Linked DNA regions of Oryctolagus cuniculus: region 2 is linked to region 1. The links are chromatin contacts, called in public Micro-C maps. All regions are on one chromosome and are shown on one strand. Each heading gives the region's core, a stretch centred on a gene start, on an enhancer-like site or on the middle of the called end of the contact. The rest is flanking DNA. Distances are from core to core; before and after follow the strand shown.

Evidence for each region. A called contact is a pair of places that touch in the nucleus more often than the background predicts.
Region 2: a contact with region 1 is called in a Micro-C map of ear pinna, with 6 times the contacts expected there. The contact joins the promoter of AP4E1 here to the promoter of USP8 in region 1. A contact is called at or near these places in 2 of 6 Hi-C or Micro-C datasets (ear pinna and skin fibroblasts).

Annotation. Positions count from the first base shown.
Region 1 is chr12:73,131,221-73,134,303 of mOryCun1.1, reverse strand. It overlaps USP8 (ubiquitin specific peptidase 8), which reads right to left and starts at 1,283. Exons shown (of 20, transcript XM_070054175.1): 1 at 1,026-1,283; 2 at 277-348. GABPB1 (GA binding protein transcription factor subunit beta 1) reads left to right here and starts at 319. Exons shown (of 9, transcript XM_051822016.2): 1 at 319-516. The coding sequence starts at 382.
Region 2 is chr12:73,656,057-73,659,531 of mOryCun1.1, reverse strand. It overlaps AP4E1 (adaptor related protein complex 4 subunit epsilon 1), which reads right to left and starts at 1,996. Exons shown (of 20, transcript XM_070054202.1): 1 at 1,737-1,996. The coding sequence starts at 1,886. LOC138844685 (a long non-coding RNA gene) reads left to right here and starts at 2,424. Exons shown (of 2, transcript XR_011380908.1): 1 at 2,424-2,561; 2 at 3,132-3,282.

The DNA of each region.
Region 1 (3,083 bases), core at 34-2,533:
AAATTCCTGGATCAGAACTCTTCGGTGCTGTCTCTGAGATTCGCACTCCTGCCTACAGAATGGCAAAAGCTGCGGGGTGATTAAGTAGGTTGGGAAAGCCATTCCTAGGCAAAGAACGGTGTGTTGGATTCCTTAGCAAATCACATGTAAACTATTAAACTCCTAAGCCTCTTTTTTGCAAATCACCATCTCCAAATAAACTTATGCGACTTTCATAATACAACACACCAAAAAAAAAAAAAAAATCATCCCAGTCACGGAAAAACACATCTCTACCTCATAGTAGGTGACATTAATGCAAAGGGACGCGGTGGGCACTTATTAAGTCTCCGGAGATCTGAGGCACCACTAGAAAGAAAGAATAAAAACAGCTGTAGAAATATGGACATCTTTGGCCATCAACGTGACGGCTCCGTTCACGCGACGTGGAAACGAATCCCCTTCGTCCCTAGGACTCGGTACCTCCACCGCGACTCGAGTTCCAGTCTGCCCGGGACACTCTACAGCAACTTGACGGTAAACGCTAACCTCCCGGCCGCCCTTCCGTCTCCCAGCACTCTGGTCGGCGGTTCAGCGGGGAAGCTGAACAGCCAACGAAGCCGCAGTTTCCGGCTCCGCAGAGACACGAAGCGCAGCTCCCGCACCTCGGTGCGCTCAGCGCCCAACACACCGCAGAAAGAGGCGGGAAGGCCGCGGCGCGGCCCAGCCGCTCCGCCGCGCACATGGCCGGCCGCAGCGCCCACCCCCGCTGCCGCGCAGGCGCCGGGCGAGCCGGGACTTGCGGTCGCCCAGAGCGGATCATTCCGCCGCTTTCTTTGTGTGGCCGAAGCGCTACAAATGACACATTTCCCCCTCTCCCCCGTGAAAAACAGAAAGCAGACCCTGTCGCCCCTTGTCTCCCGCCGGGGATGGGGTCGCGCGGTGGGCGGGAGCGGGGATCGGCTCACTACGGCAAGGGCGGAGAAGCTTCGGGCGAGGGCCGAGGAGGGCCGGGTCCGGGAGGGATGCTGGGAGCTTTGACTCACTCGCACACCATGTGTTCCTCCGCGCGCAGCACGGGGGACTTTTCGGTGGGGATTTTGGGCGCCGACCAGACGCGGCATTTTCGGAAAATAGCGCCCCGTGCAGCTGAAGCGCTTTGTGTGTAGCGGGGTAGCGTCAGCCCGGCCGGGTCCAAGGCGCCTCGGGTCCCCGCACCACCTCCTGCTGCTCCCCCGTCGCCGCTCCCGAAGCTTTTCCAGGTCAGTGCGGGTCTGTGTAGGGCCCTGTTACCACCGGATGTGGAAGTTGATCTCTTCGCTGGTAAAAAATAATTCCACTTCCCCCGGAACCCAGATCATCCCCGCGATTTCCTGTTTATTGCATTAAGGCGCCGGGTTTCCGGGGCTCCTGGCCCCGCGTATTCCGCGGGGGTCGGCGGGGTCGGCCTGGCCGCCCGCTCCGCCCGCGCCGCCGCCGCGCTTTGTCCGCTGAGCACCCCGCTTCTGGGAGGGGCGGGCAGACATGGTGGCGGCCGCCGCCCCCTCCTCGGCCCCGGCGTGCGGCGGCCTCCCTCCGCTCTCTCGGCAGGGCCGGTCCCGAGCGGAGGCCCCGGGGCGCCGGTGGGGTCGCGCCGCGGCCGCGGTGGGCTCGGCGGGCGCCGGGAGGGAGAGAGGGTGGGACGGAGGCAGGCGCGGCCCGGTCTCTGCGCCCGCCGCCCCCGGCGCCGCCCGCCCCTTTGTCTGGGCGGCCTGATGGCCCCGCTGAGTCGTCCGGAACGGGGAGAAGGGGCGAACCGGGCCCTGGGCGCGCTGTGCCGCGGGAGCCGAGCGGGGCCGCGGTGGGAGCGGCCGGCCCGGACGGGGTTAACGGGAGAGCCCGGCCCGTCCCGCGCAGCCCCGCCGCGGCGACTCGAGTCCCGAGGGGACGAAGCCTGCGGTTCCGAATGCTCGGGACTTGTGCCCCCGGAGACTTCGCCCTGGGACCTGCGGGTGCACGGCTTCGGGAAAGAAGTTGAGAATTTTGCCAGGTCATCTCTGCCTGGGCACAGTTAATCAGTGTGTGCTCAAGTGTGCCTGCTTGAAGCGCTCCAACTGTGTTGAATCAGCGTGCCTAACCTCCGGGGCGCATCGTGAAAACCGAAACCGCGGGGAGTGGTAGAGGCCTGCTTTGTGTGTGTGTTTTTCCCACTTTCATCTTGTTTTCCGTGTTCGTGCTCTTGTTTTAAGCCCGGTTGGACTGTGGCGAGCACACGTCTGTTCCCAGGAGGGGCAGTGACCACAGTGCTTTGACGGGGAGCTTGGTAATGTGGAACTCTTTTTTAAAATTCTGTCTCTGGACACTGGCTTGCTGTGTGGTTCTGGGCAAGTTACTTTCTGAAGTACGCTTTTTCTCGAAAACAAGCTTGATGGAGGCCGTAAATGACCCTTCCGAAGTGCTTTGCTATCCCAGAAGTAAAGATGAACTCTTAATTTCTTATGCAGAAGTTAGTGGTGAGAATTTTTTTTTTCTTGCAGATAGTTTATCTTACGTAAAGACCCACCCAGATCATAACAACCATCAGCTTTGACGCTTCCACTTTCGAGTTCAGCCTTTGAATTTCAGGAAACTACAGGCAATTTTCCCTTTCTTATAATTTTTCTTTCCGACGTAGGTATTGCTTTTGCAAACGTAAATGACACATTAGCAACAGTGATATGCATTTCTGCAAATCTTTTAATGTCAGGTTTCATAGAAGACAGGCTCTTAAATCTGCATTTAGTATTGTACAACACCATGTAACCTCTGGAAAACACCGCTGTATGCTCATTTGTTGTTGTTGTTGTTGTTAATGTGTCATTCCTATCCTGTTTGCACTGTGTACGTCAAATCAGCATGTCATGCAAGACACATTTTCAGAATGTGGGTATATTTTTTTCTCTTGAGCCCTGACTTAACAATTGGGATTTAGGTGCATAAACAGTAACATAGATGAAGATTGCATAATCATATGATTCTTCAGACTCAGGGACATTTGGAAATATCCTAAGTGGTTAAACTTAATTCTTAGTTCTGGGGCATATTTTTTAATATGCACAAGCAAAATGTGAATTCCACATTAGCTG
Region 2 (3,475 bases), core at 747-3,246, 520 kb before region 1:
TCCTACCACGTTTGGATACCCACGTACAGTTTCAAACTGCAATTTGAAAGTCAAAATCAATTATTTTTTAAGATTTCAGGGTCAGCATTGTGGCATAGCAGGTTAAGGTGTCAACTGCGAAACCAGCATCCCATATGAGAACTGATTTGAGTCCCAGTTGCTCCACTTCCAATCCAGCTCCCTGCTAACAGGCCAAGGAAAGCAATGGGCCCTGGTCTTCTACATAGAGACCCAGATGGAATTTCAGGTTCCTGGCTTCGGCCTGACCTAGCCATGGTCACTGCAGCCATTTGGGGAACGAATCAGCAGGTGGAAGTGCTCACTCTCTCACTCTGCCTTACAAATAAGTAAATAAATCATTAAAAAAAACTTCATTCCACATCTCATAAAAATTAGCAAAGAACAAAAACATTAAGATAAGCAATACTGAATCCACAAATAACGATTCTGGTATATGAAGCAGATCTTTGGAGCATAACATCACCTTATTTCAGCTTCCAAAAGAAAAAACTTCTTGTAACTTTGAGGGTACTTTGTTTCTCTTCTCTTTTCTCCTCTCCTGACACTGCATCATAATTGTGCTGTCACTAGTCTTATGCCCAAAATGGATGACCAAATCCTTGGAAGAAGGGAATGTCTTTTATTTTATTTTCCTCAAGAACTTCTAGTTAAATAGTTGCTCCATAAACATCTGTTAGGCAATTTATGACATAGAATACATTTTTAGGATTGCAACTCCTTGAAACTTTGGGTCAGGATCACACAACTATAGAGACCAGAGTTGTGGAGGACGGGTTAGGCTGCGGCCTGCAATGTCAGTATCCCATATGGGTGCTAGTGTAAGTCTCAGCAGCTCCACTTCCGATCCAGCTCCCTGCTAATGGTCTGGGAAAGCAGTGGAAGATGGTCCAAGTGCCTGGGCCCCTGCACCTACGTGGGAGACCAGATGAAGCTCTTGGCTTCAGCCTGGTCCAACCCGGGCTGTTACAGCCATTTGGGGAGTGAACCAGCAGATGAAAGATATCTCTTTGTATCTCCCCCTCTCTCTATAACTCTGCCTTTGAAATAAAATTAAATCTTTAAAAACACACACACATACACAAACTTCTATTATACACCGCTCATTTCCAAAGCCCATCTGAAGCAGAGACTTACTCAGCAAATTTTACATTTGGGGAAGAATTACGTTTTTTCTTTGCCCAACCCCTCGGTCTGACTTAAGAACTTCGAGCTCCCCAAATATACTCGACAGCAGGCTCAATGGCAGGATCTGTCCACGAACATGAGTGACAGAAGCAGCTGAAAGGCCTGGGGAAGGGGAAGAACTTGAGTAGAGAAAGAAACTTCGTAGGAGGTGGATTAGTGGCCGGCAGTCCCACCGCACTGAGTATTTTCACACTCCGGACACCTCCTGTAATCCTCAACGCCAACTACGGAAGATGCATCGGTACATTCCCCCTTCATCTTTGGGAAAACGTGCGGAGGGTCAAAGGTTACAGACATCCGTCCCAGATCCCCATGAGTCAGTGTCGAAGCCAACTGTGGAAACTCAGACTTCCAGCTGTCAGTCCGGGCAAGAAAATGAAGAGTCCGGACAGACACACACACAAGCAGCCCCCAAACCCCTTCCAGAAGGCCTGCCCACGGGGTCCCGGAGTCTCGCTGCCCAGCCAGGGCCTCCCGGCGCAGGGGCCTTCATCCCCGCGCCCCCCACCTCCCCGCCTGCCGGCACCTACGTGTTTGGAAGTGAGGGCAGTGATGCTGCGGACCAGGCCGCCCAGCCGCGAGGAGAAGGGCGCCTTGGCAGCCGCGGGCCCGCCACCCGCCTGGTTCTGCAGAAAGAGACCCGGCAGCGCCGTCAGCGTCTTCTCCACAATGTCGCTCATCGCCGCCGCCGCCGCCAGCGTTCGCGTCGCCGCCCGACTTCATGCCCGAGGGCCTCCGCAGGCGCCGCCGCCCCGGGCTCCGTAGTTACTTCCTGCTTTTTGAAGGAGAAATCTTTATTCGCGTCCAGCGCGAACAGACACAGTGTCGTTCTCCAGAGTGGCCGCGAGAGGCGCTAGAAGCCGCTGACTCGTAAGAACGCGCCGCGGCGCACTTCCGGTGGAGGCGTGGAGGCGTCCCCGCTGCCGGTTTCCATAGCAACCCGGGGACAGGTCACCCAGCAACTGTGAGTTCTGAGGAAGCCGCTCGGGTTCGTCCCTCTGCTTCGTACCCTCAAGGTCTCCCTTTCCCGCGCCGCCTGGAACGCGTCGATAAGCGCGCCTTCCCGGCCTCGACTTCTCAGGGACTCCCCGCACTCAGCCGGCCTGGCTGCGGGCCCCGGGCGACCCGCCCGCCCACCTCCCGCTGCTGCACCGGAGCTGCGGCTTCCCCCGGGGCCCCGTTACCGGGCTGGCCCTCTCGTGGTGCCCAGTTCAGCGGCCGCGGTCAGTGCTCCCACCCGTGATCGCTTCCAGCCCGCGGCTCCTCTGGGAGAAGTGGACAGTGCCACTCATTCCGACCCCTGTCCAGCTGGTGCAGGTTCAAGTTCGCTTCCCTGGAGCTGCGTCGCCGGCCAGGCAAGCACGGAACGAGCTGCGTGTGCCACCCACTGCGTGTCTCACAACACTCGGTTCTTTTCCACTTGGCCATGTGGAGAGAGGCTACCTCTTCCCTCCTACCTAGATCAGAAAGTAGTACTGAGCTGCTCACAGCGTGGTCTGGTGACCTCGGAGGCTCCCTGAAACTCACGGGATCCAGCAAGTTAAAATGCTGTCGTAATATGACTTGCATCGTATTTGCTGTTTCCACTCTCATCTTCTCAGTAGTGTGCAGCGTTTTCAAGAGGCTAGATGACCTGAGATTACGCTGCTAGCCGGTGAAATATGTGCTTGAGGAGTCTCGTACTTTATAGAATCTTTTATAGAATCTTTTTAAATTAAAATTAAGACCGATGGTGTGCTATCAAGTCACTTGATGGCCTGCTTGCAGATAAAATAATGAAAGCCCTCCCTAACAGAGCTTCCCCTACACGTGTAAGAGGGGAGAGAAACAGTGCATAGAAGAAAGAATGAAAGAGTTGGGTTTTGCTGAGCTCCTCTCTCCACTTTCTTCAAACTCTCACAAGCTTCCTGGCTGTTTGTTCTCAGGTCTTCACTGTTTTCTCCACCTGTGACCTTGGGGCCTTTCAATAATCAGTTCAAGGATCAACAATCAACTTTTTTTTATTTTTCATTGGCATGTAAAAATTGTATTTATGAAGTGCCATGTTTTGATATAATGTATAATGTTCAAATCAGAGTAAACAGCTATGTCTTCAAACATCTATCATTTCTTTATGGTGAAAACACTTCAAAATCCTTTCTTGTGGCCTTTTAAAAATATATATATGTATACAGTACATCATCATTATCTGTAGTCTCCCTACTGTGCAATAAAACACCAGACTTCTTTCTCCTACCTATGACTTAGTACCTGTTAACCAGTCTTTCCC